Linked DNA regions of Mus musculus: region 2 is linked to region 1. The links are chromatin contacts, called in public Hi-C maps. All regions are on one chromosome and are shown on one strand. The core of a region is the stretch at or near the end of the contact, and the rest is flanking DNA. Distances in the headings are between cores, read along the strand shown.

What was found. Hi-C and Micro-C count contacts between places; a contact is called where the count stands out from the background.
Region 2: a contact with region 1 is called in a Hi-C map of cerebral cortex, with 2.9 times the contacts expected there. The contact joins the promoter of Pdzd2 here to the enhancer-like site in region 1. A contact is called at or near these places in 7 of 39 promoter capture datasets (cranial neural crest, embryonic stem cells, frontonasal cranial neural crest and 4 more), 1 of 15 datasets of contacts at CTCF or cohesin (CD8 T cells), 11 of 484 Hi-C or Micro-C datasets (the G1E-ER4 cell line, cerebral cortex, embryonic fibroblasts and 6 more), 13 of 115 datasets of contacts at active chromatin or transcription factors (CD8 T cells, SST interneurons, craniofacial prominence and 7 more) and 4 of 9 other capture datasets (adipose tissue, embryonic stem cells, liver and 1 more).

What each region holds. Positions count from the first base shown.
Region 1 is chr15:12,616,484-12,620,397 of GRCm38.p6, reverse strand. The region is part of intron 2 of Pdzd2 (PDZ domain containing 2); the gene reads left to right. Among named protein-coding and RNA genes, the nearest start is that of Gm41273, 33 kb to the left of the region's middle. Within about 2 kb of position 2,582, at least 50 of the 459 cell types and tissues checked have an H3K27ac peak or open chromatin away from gene starts, as enhancers often do. A contact at or near this core is called in CD8 T cells, SST interneurons, cerebral cortex and 3 more, where this site is marked.
Region 2 is chr15:12,737,550-12,741,397 of GRCm38.p6, reverse strand. Pdzd2 (PDZ domain containing 2) reads left to right here and starts at 1,506. Exons shown (of 26, transcript NM_001081064.2): 1 at 1,506-1,781.

The sequences.
Region 1 (3,914 bases), core at 1,333-3,832:
GGTGCCACTATACCCTATCCAAGGCAAAGGGTTAGGGGGCAGTGCCAACTTCACAAAACCCAGACCTAGCCGGGCGTTAGGTCTCTGCACAGGTGAGGTGGGAGTGTTTATAGTAGAGGGCCTGGAACCAGCACACAATTCAGATGAAGAATGCCAGGCCTCCAGAGGCTGGTGAACGTCAGAAGTCAGAAGGAAAGGCCAGCAAGAAACGTGTAGCACAGCACAGCCATCCGCTCAGGGGACAGGGTGACATCCCCAGATGCTACTGTGATCGTAAGTCACAATGAGGCCTGGGCAGTTAGAACTAGGGCCAGGCCAGCAGCGCTGATGAGAGGAAATTGGAGCAGAATTAAAGGGTATGACAGAGTGGCTCTTCCACCCTTCCCACCTAATGTCACAGTTGCACCAAAGGTCCTATAATACTAAGCAGACTTAGGGACTCAGTGGGGTTCCACGCAGAGAGAAATGATGGTGGAGACGCAAATGTGTCCTAGACTTTCTCTATTCCTTATGTTCATTGATGATGGGTAGATCATCTCAGTACCGTGCACAGGGCTACCCCCAAGGTAATGGTAAACACAGCATGAATGAGTGCAAGGATGACCTATTTACCAGCTGCAGGGATGGAATGAGGTTTACATGGAAGCCTCGAGGTGTGCATCTTACATCCCTGTGGGCTATGAAGCTGCTGAGTCCCACTCCACACAGCGTTAATATGCTGACTCGACTGGACAGCCTGGAGATCGTGTGGCTGAGCTACCCGGGCTAGGAGTAAATGCAAGTGACTCTCAAGGCTACAGGTGTGTCACCTTTGAAGTCTGTCTAGTAAACTCAGAACAGGCTCTGTTCTCCTCCCAGAGGATTAAAGAGAAGCTCTGAGCCCCACGGAGTGCCAGAGTTTCAGGCCAACAGTGACATTTCCAACGTCACGAGCGAGTGCTTGCCTCTCAGTTACCACTTGTAATTTGGAGTCTCAGTGTTGAAGAGGGACACAGATCAAACATTGAAAGGCGCACAACCTCCAAGGTAAAAATAGAAGGTAAAGTCAATACCAACTTAATTTTGACTAATAGCACCAGGTTTCTATCCAAACGGAGCACTTGAGCCTTATTTTTATAGCTTTCTTCCTTGTCCTTTAAAAACCTGCCATGTTCTGAGTCTCTGAAGACTTGGAAGAGGGCAATTAATTTTTAATGCACAATGCAGAGTTTGGAAGAGCTGAGCGGGTCACAGTGTGGCAGGACTCCAGGCCCAGCCACGGCTACTGGAGGAAGAGGTCTTAGGCTATTAGAGAAAGCTTGCAGCCACTTAGTTCATTAATAACATCTTGATTCTTGTTGAACACTTTCAACTAAACGTGAACTCTCTCCAAAGGTCAAGATCTAGATTTCGTTGCTGTTTTGTTTTTTGTTTGTTTGTTTTTCTCATGCAAGTCTTCCAGCGAAGTTGCCATAACTCCTCAGTCATGGTCGGTCTTTTCGCTGACACTTGTGGCCTCTGGCAGATGGACGCAGGCCTTTCTTTTCCTAAAGATGAAAAGCATGTCGCTGATAGTATTAGGCTAAAGAAATAGCTCTGTCAGTTCTGCATAGGCACAAAGGAAGGGAAAGTAGGTCACGTTGGGAGCCGGGTCTGTTTGTGGAAGTAAAAAAGGATGAAGAAGAAAACGGCAGAGAATTTGGTTTTATCAAAGCTTCTTAAGCCAACGTGATGGTGTCACGGGCTCGGGGTCTGTCACCACTGTGTCTCTCCCGTCGCTCACAGGTTTATAGCAAGCCTTCCTAAGCCAGGCTCAGAGACTGTCACACAATGGGCACTAATAGAGCCTGCTGAATAGGATTCTCTGTGTTTCCTCTCAGGAAGCATTTCCATTGCCACTAAGACAGGCTTCTGAAATGGAAGAAAGGGTCTGGAGGCCTATCTGTCTGGGATAGGAGATCTATAAGGAGTGGCTGTCCAGGTAACCCTGGATTTCCCCTATCCTAGTTCTAGAGTCTCATTCATTGGCTGTTGTGGACTATCTGGAAGGATCAGGAATGAACAACAGAGAATTCACAAGGAGCTCAGAGTGGACTCTCACTCACTTTGATCTGGGGGTCACGGGATTTCTTGGATTAGGCCATCCTGAGGGAGATGCTAAGAATAAGCAATGATAGTAACGGATGAACCTGCCCCAGACAGAACCCAGCAGCTTGGAGCACTGTCCACACGTGGGGTCCGAGGGATGCTTGGCTTGCAGAGCACCAAGCCAGGATGGTTTCTCAGAGCTTTAGCAAAACCATCAAGATACTCCGAGTTCTCTCAGCTCTAGGGGTTTTTTTCTTGTCTTTTCACTTACTTACAAATTTTTTTCATTTTTAATTGCACCGCATATTTTTTTTGTGGGAGTTGTGATCTTGAAAAAAGAAATGCATGCTTTTTTTTTTTTAAAGAAGAGTTTGTGATTGAGTCATTAGGGAGGCCGGCTATTTATGGAAGCACTGCAGTGATGCAATTTGTAAAAGGAGGAATCGCTCGGTTGTGCAAATAAGCAGGATCTTGTGTTACGCTTGGGATGCGTCTAACCTATTTGCTGTTTATACGTGGAGAACCTTCGTGGTGATCTGTAGCTCCATGGCTCCGCCTCTGACAAAAGAGGAAGCAGCGCTACACAGACTGTTACTATTTTAATGTCTGTACCACTGCCGAGAGCTTTAGCAGGGTCTCAGTCTGTAAGGATGCTGCTGCAGTGTGTCTTCTTGGTTTATCCTGTGCATAGCTGTCCGTTATCCCTACACTCATCGGCAGCATCATTAGCAACACAGAGCCTGTGCACACTACTGGAGGAGGGGAGCATCGAGATGATTAGCCTGTTACACCCCGGGCTCAGGGGAAGGGAGGTGTTGGCAGATTCCAGGGCCACCAGAGTTGATGTGAACTTGCACGTGTGAAGACACAGAGGATGTGGAGTTAGGTCACCAGGCCTGGCAGATCTGCTGCTGGACTGGCCAGGGTCCACAGACAGGAAATCTTATTCAACAAGTGGGCGAGCACAGGTAGCAGAGCCAGCTCCAAACCTGAAAAGTATGACATCATTTCCTCACCATTGAGAACAAGAGTAAACAAAAGAAAAGGGTGCAAGGTCAACTGTGTGCCACGGTAAAGGTCACCTAGAGTAGGAGCGACCATGCGTTTAAGGCAGCGGTTCTCAACCTGGAGGTTTGCGGACCCCTTTGGGAGTCGCACAGCCCTTTCATGGGGGTCGCCTGAGACCATCAGAAAACACAGATGTTTACATTATGAGTCATAGCAAGATTAAAGTTATGAAGTAGCAGTGAAAATGATTTTCTGGTCGGGGGTCACAACAGCATGAGGAACTGTGTTGACGGGTCACAGCCTTAGGAAGGTTGAGAGCCACTGGTTTAAAGGACGACTGTTTTGTCACTCCTTCGACTGGGATCTTTGCATCCCCCCACTGTGCATCAAGTTTTTTTTTTCAGTCTTTTAGTAATGATGTTAGATTGTATGAATGTCTATCAAATGCACTATTTTAAAGATACCAGAACCCTTCCTTAAGGAGCACAATGATAAAGAAACACAGTGTCTAAATCAATGAAGGTGCTTGTACTTTGTTCTGGTGGTACTGCGGAGGAGTAGAGTTGGAACTATGGCCTCTTACTTCTTGGTTTCAGTTTACACATCAAGGGGAACTTTTGACATCACAGGAACGAACGACACTGGAAGATGTTAGTTAACATGTTAGATCCTACCTGTCTCAGAAGATTGACAAACAAGCCTTGGAATTAGAGTTTGCCCTTTTCCATAGTTTCCTGAACACATTTTCTCAAAGGGCCCCCTTCTGGTTTTTCAGAATCCTCATATCTGTAGAGTCAGTCCTCCTTGTTAGTCACCAATGAACCAGGGCAGCCACAGAA
Region 2 (3,848 bases), core at 257-2,756, 120 kb before region 1:
TCCTGAGATTGGGAGGGGGTGGTGGCAGCTGAGCCTGGGATCGCTGAACAAACAGATAGCACTGCATAATTGTGGGAGGATTTTTAGTGGCATCCTAATAACACCTTTCTAGGCAATGGTGCCTATTTCATTGAACACCTCCTAAGCGCTACACAGAACAATCCACTGCTCCGTTCTGCATGGTAAGGGTTTTCTCTATAGACAGGAGGAGAAGCTTTCAGGCGGTGAAGACTGCCGTTTATAATACCCAGGCCTGGATTTGTATAGACATTGATCTCTGTGGATTGGGAATTATAAACGCCAAGGAAAAGCTGAATCCAAGAACCCCAACACTTGCTGAAAATACTATCTAGAAACGCCTTGGGTCTACTCTGGTCTCTGGTGCTGAGGGACACTCCATGAGGGCTGCAGGTGACGTAGCTGCTCTTCCAAGAGAGCAGCTCTTAATGCTTTGCTGGGCAAATCTAGAGCCTAGCCATGCTCCAACGTATCCTCACCTCCCTCAAAGCAAAAGATTTCCAATTACTGTTCTGCAGAAAATGTCAAAAGCATTATTCACCAACTCATGATCCCGAGGTTTGTAATTTTTCCTATGTTTTTACCCTTATCTGCCAGCACTTGAAAAAGACCAGCTTTTTCCTCTCAAGAGAGCTTAATTTGCAGAGCCGTGCGGTCTCCCTATTATGTTCTTATCGTCCTCTCCCTGTGGTAGGCAGAATGACAAGGATGACAAAAAAAAAAAAAAAAAAAAAAAGGGAACCAAAAATATTTGAAGACTTCCTGAAAATCTGTGGGATGAAGCATCCAAAAAGCTAGAGGCTCCCGTTTTCCCAGTGACCTGGAATAAAACGAAGGGCAGTTGGCCTTAGCTCTTGAGGTTCACTCAGAAGGAGGTTCACAACGTCCAAATCCTCCATCCTGGGGCCCATGGAATTTCCTCTAGCGGCTTAATTGAAGGATTAACAGCTCTGAGGTTCTTAAGACGCAAAGAGGTTCTCTCTCCCGAGGAATGCTCATACCAAGACTATATTAAGTATCCTAAGGACCAGAGGCCAGTGGATGGATGGTTGGCTTTTCTCCGGTCTCCCTGGGCCTCCCCACCCAATCTCTGATAAGGCAATTGACATTTTTCTCCGCTATGTGCTATGTTAAGTGCTATGCAAAAGGAAATTAAACCTCCTAGCTCTAGTTCTTCCACCTAGATGGCGCCCCAAGCCCTGCCTACATGGCGTTTCTGAGCCGCAGTCTCCCTGGATCGGTTCCTCCCAGGATCCCCAGGAAGCCGGCGCACTAGGACTGCTGTTTCCCTGGGAGAGCGGTCCTCCCCGCTCAGGGGCTTGCTCGGGGGAATCCCCGCCCACCTTGTCATTCCTGCAGGGGAATCCCCGCCCCCTGGGCCTGTCACTCCGGGAAGGTAGTTCCCGCCCCTCGGATCCAGCAGAGGGAAGGAATCCCCGCCCATTCTGGAGGCTCGGAGCATCCCTGCGCTGCGCAGCGAGAAGCTCACTCCCAGCGCCAGTGCGTACTAGCGGCGGGCAGTGGGACGCGGCGGGGCGGCTGCGGCGGGCGCCCTCCAAGCGCCCCACCGATCGCAAGACGCTCGGGATCGCGCCTCCGGCGGCAACCAGCAAACCCCTGCGGCGCGGCTTCTCCCGGCAGGCGCGGCAACAGCACCGGTGGTGGTGGTGGCAGGGGCGGCGGTAGCTGCGCCGGCACCGCCGGGCGGCGCCTGAGTCTGGACGCTCCAGGAGCGGCTCGAGCCTCCGCCGATCCGCGAACAGGTGAAGAGACCTGGCGCCGCAGCCGCGACGGGGGTGGGGCTTCGGGTGGGCTAGCGGGGTAGCTGAGCTCGATAACCCCAAGACGGTGTGCGCTGGAGAAAGTTCAGTGACAATCGGGTGTGGGGATCCCAGTTCAAGCAAAGAGGCGAGTGAGGGCACCCAAGTGGGTCCCCGCGTTAGGTGGCGCAAACTCCTCTTCCTTCTAGTGGGAGGTAAGAGGGGCACAGTGGAGGAGAGAGGTTGGGCGGAGCGAGATGGAGACAGCGGGATAACCGGAGGCGCCTTGCCTGGGACGCCTAAATCGGGCCAAGAATCCTTATCCCAGTGTGTTGGTTTGTCTCTCTACCTTAGCCAGTTACTGTTTTAAGGACCATCCTCCCGCGCTTCATCTCTCGCTAACCCCCCTGCCCACTAAGTGGCGCGAGAAAGAGTCCGCATGAAGAGCAAGGGCATCTTTGGGGGTTTAATGTCATCTGCCAGGGAGATAAGGGATGTTCCAGTAGGAAAGTATTTCTTCCTGAAGTCCCCCCCCCCAAAAAAAAAACCACCTGCCCGCCTTTCCCAATGAAGCACAAGACTGAATTGTGGTGGGGGGAGCATCTAGGACCCTGGACAGAAGTTTACCAGCGGCCCTTCAGCAGCCCTGCTCTCTGCATAGCTCTTGATAAGGGACCCTGGAGTCACACCAGGTCTGGCATGTGCTGGTGGCAAACACTGGAAAGTCGGACACTGGGGCATTCCAGAGTCCAGGCATATACTGGAGATTTGGGCATTGTGGAGGCCTGAGCTGGGGCTTGCCTCTTCCATGGGTTTTGCTTGACAAGTCACAATGAAGCTCCTGAAGGTTAAGTGGTTGTGGAGTGACCAAAGAAAGTGAGTTTCTCTTGCAGACACACCCCTGAATCTTCACAGCACTTCTCTTGGGGGGGGGGGGGGGGAGGAACCTCCCACATTCATCTCTGCTCCAGGCTTGGGCGATAGGGTCTCGACTGTTTCTACTGGGTCAGCTTTTTCTGGCCCGTGCCTTCTGGGTGGGAGCCAGGTAGGTACACGCTGGCAGGTGTGGTGTGGGAGGACTGCTTGTGAGGGCGGAATAAAATCTCTCAGAGCACACCCCTGGCTGTGGGTGGTTGTTCTAGCTCCATGAATTTCTTCTTCTATTTGGATGAGCCAGGAACTGCTGCTACTATAAAAGCTACACCGTGGTGTGAGCTTGTGTGGTGTGTTACCGGGTAGGAGTAGCAGGGCTGGTAGGTGTTGGGAAAAAAATCAGAACCATGTGAGGTATATAAATGCATCCCCTTGGCATAGTTAATAACCGCCTAGAAAAAGAAAAAGGATATTGAATGGCGCTTTACATCTATCATTGAAATTGATTTTGGATGCACTTACGGCAGTTTACTATTTAAGGAAACGTATGATAATTCCTCTATTCATTTCAATCATTTGGAGCACCTGTGGTTTGCTGGGTCTAGGGCTTCCAAGGGAAGTGCACAGAGTAAAGAGACTCTGTCCCTGCTGGCAAGCGTTTCAGTGTAGCAGGAGAGATGTCTCTTTATAGCGATGATACAAGCTAGAGCCCTCTGGCTTTAGAGTAAATTCTCTATGCTTAGTGGGTGAAGGAATGAAGGTATGATTAAATTGCTAAATTTAAGTAAGTTCCAAATAAAACATCTTAGGGGTATGGAGGAGAACAAAGCCCCCTTTTCACTGTGGGGATTGTGGAGCTTTGCGGGGGTCCACCTAGAGGAGGAAGTGTATGCAGAAAGGTTGATCCTGTCTTTGGATTCTTTCATGGCACCAGAGACTGAGCTTTGACCCACATGAATCTGGTTTTCCAGACAGTTGGGAAATAGTTGGGATTTTTGAACAAGGGTCTATCACAATCAGGTATTTGCTTCCGGGAAATTCTTGTGGAAAGAACTGAGACAGGGAGAGGAGAGACGTCGAGTCTAATGAGGAGATTCTTGCAGCGCGATGGTCGAGGAGGCAGTGAAGGTCTAAGCTAGTGGATGGCAGCTTGTGAGGAAGACAGAAAAGAGTCATCAACTGTGGGGCAGGGGTGGG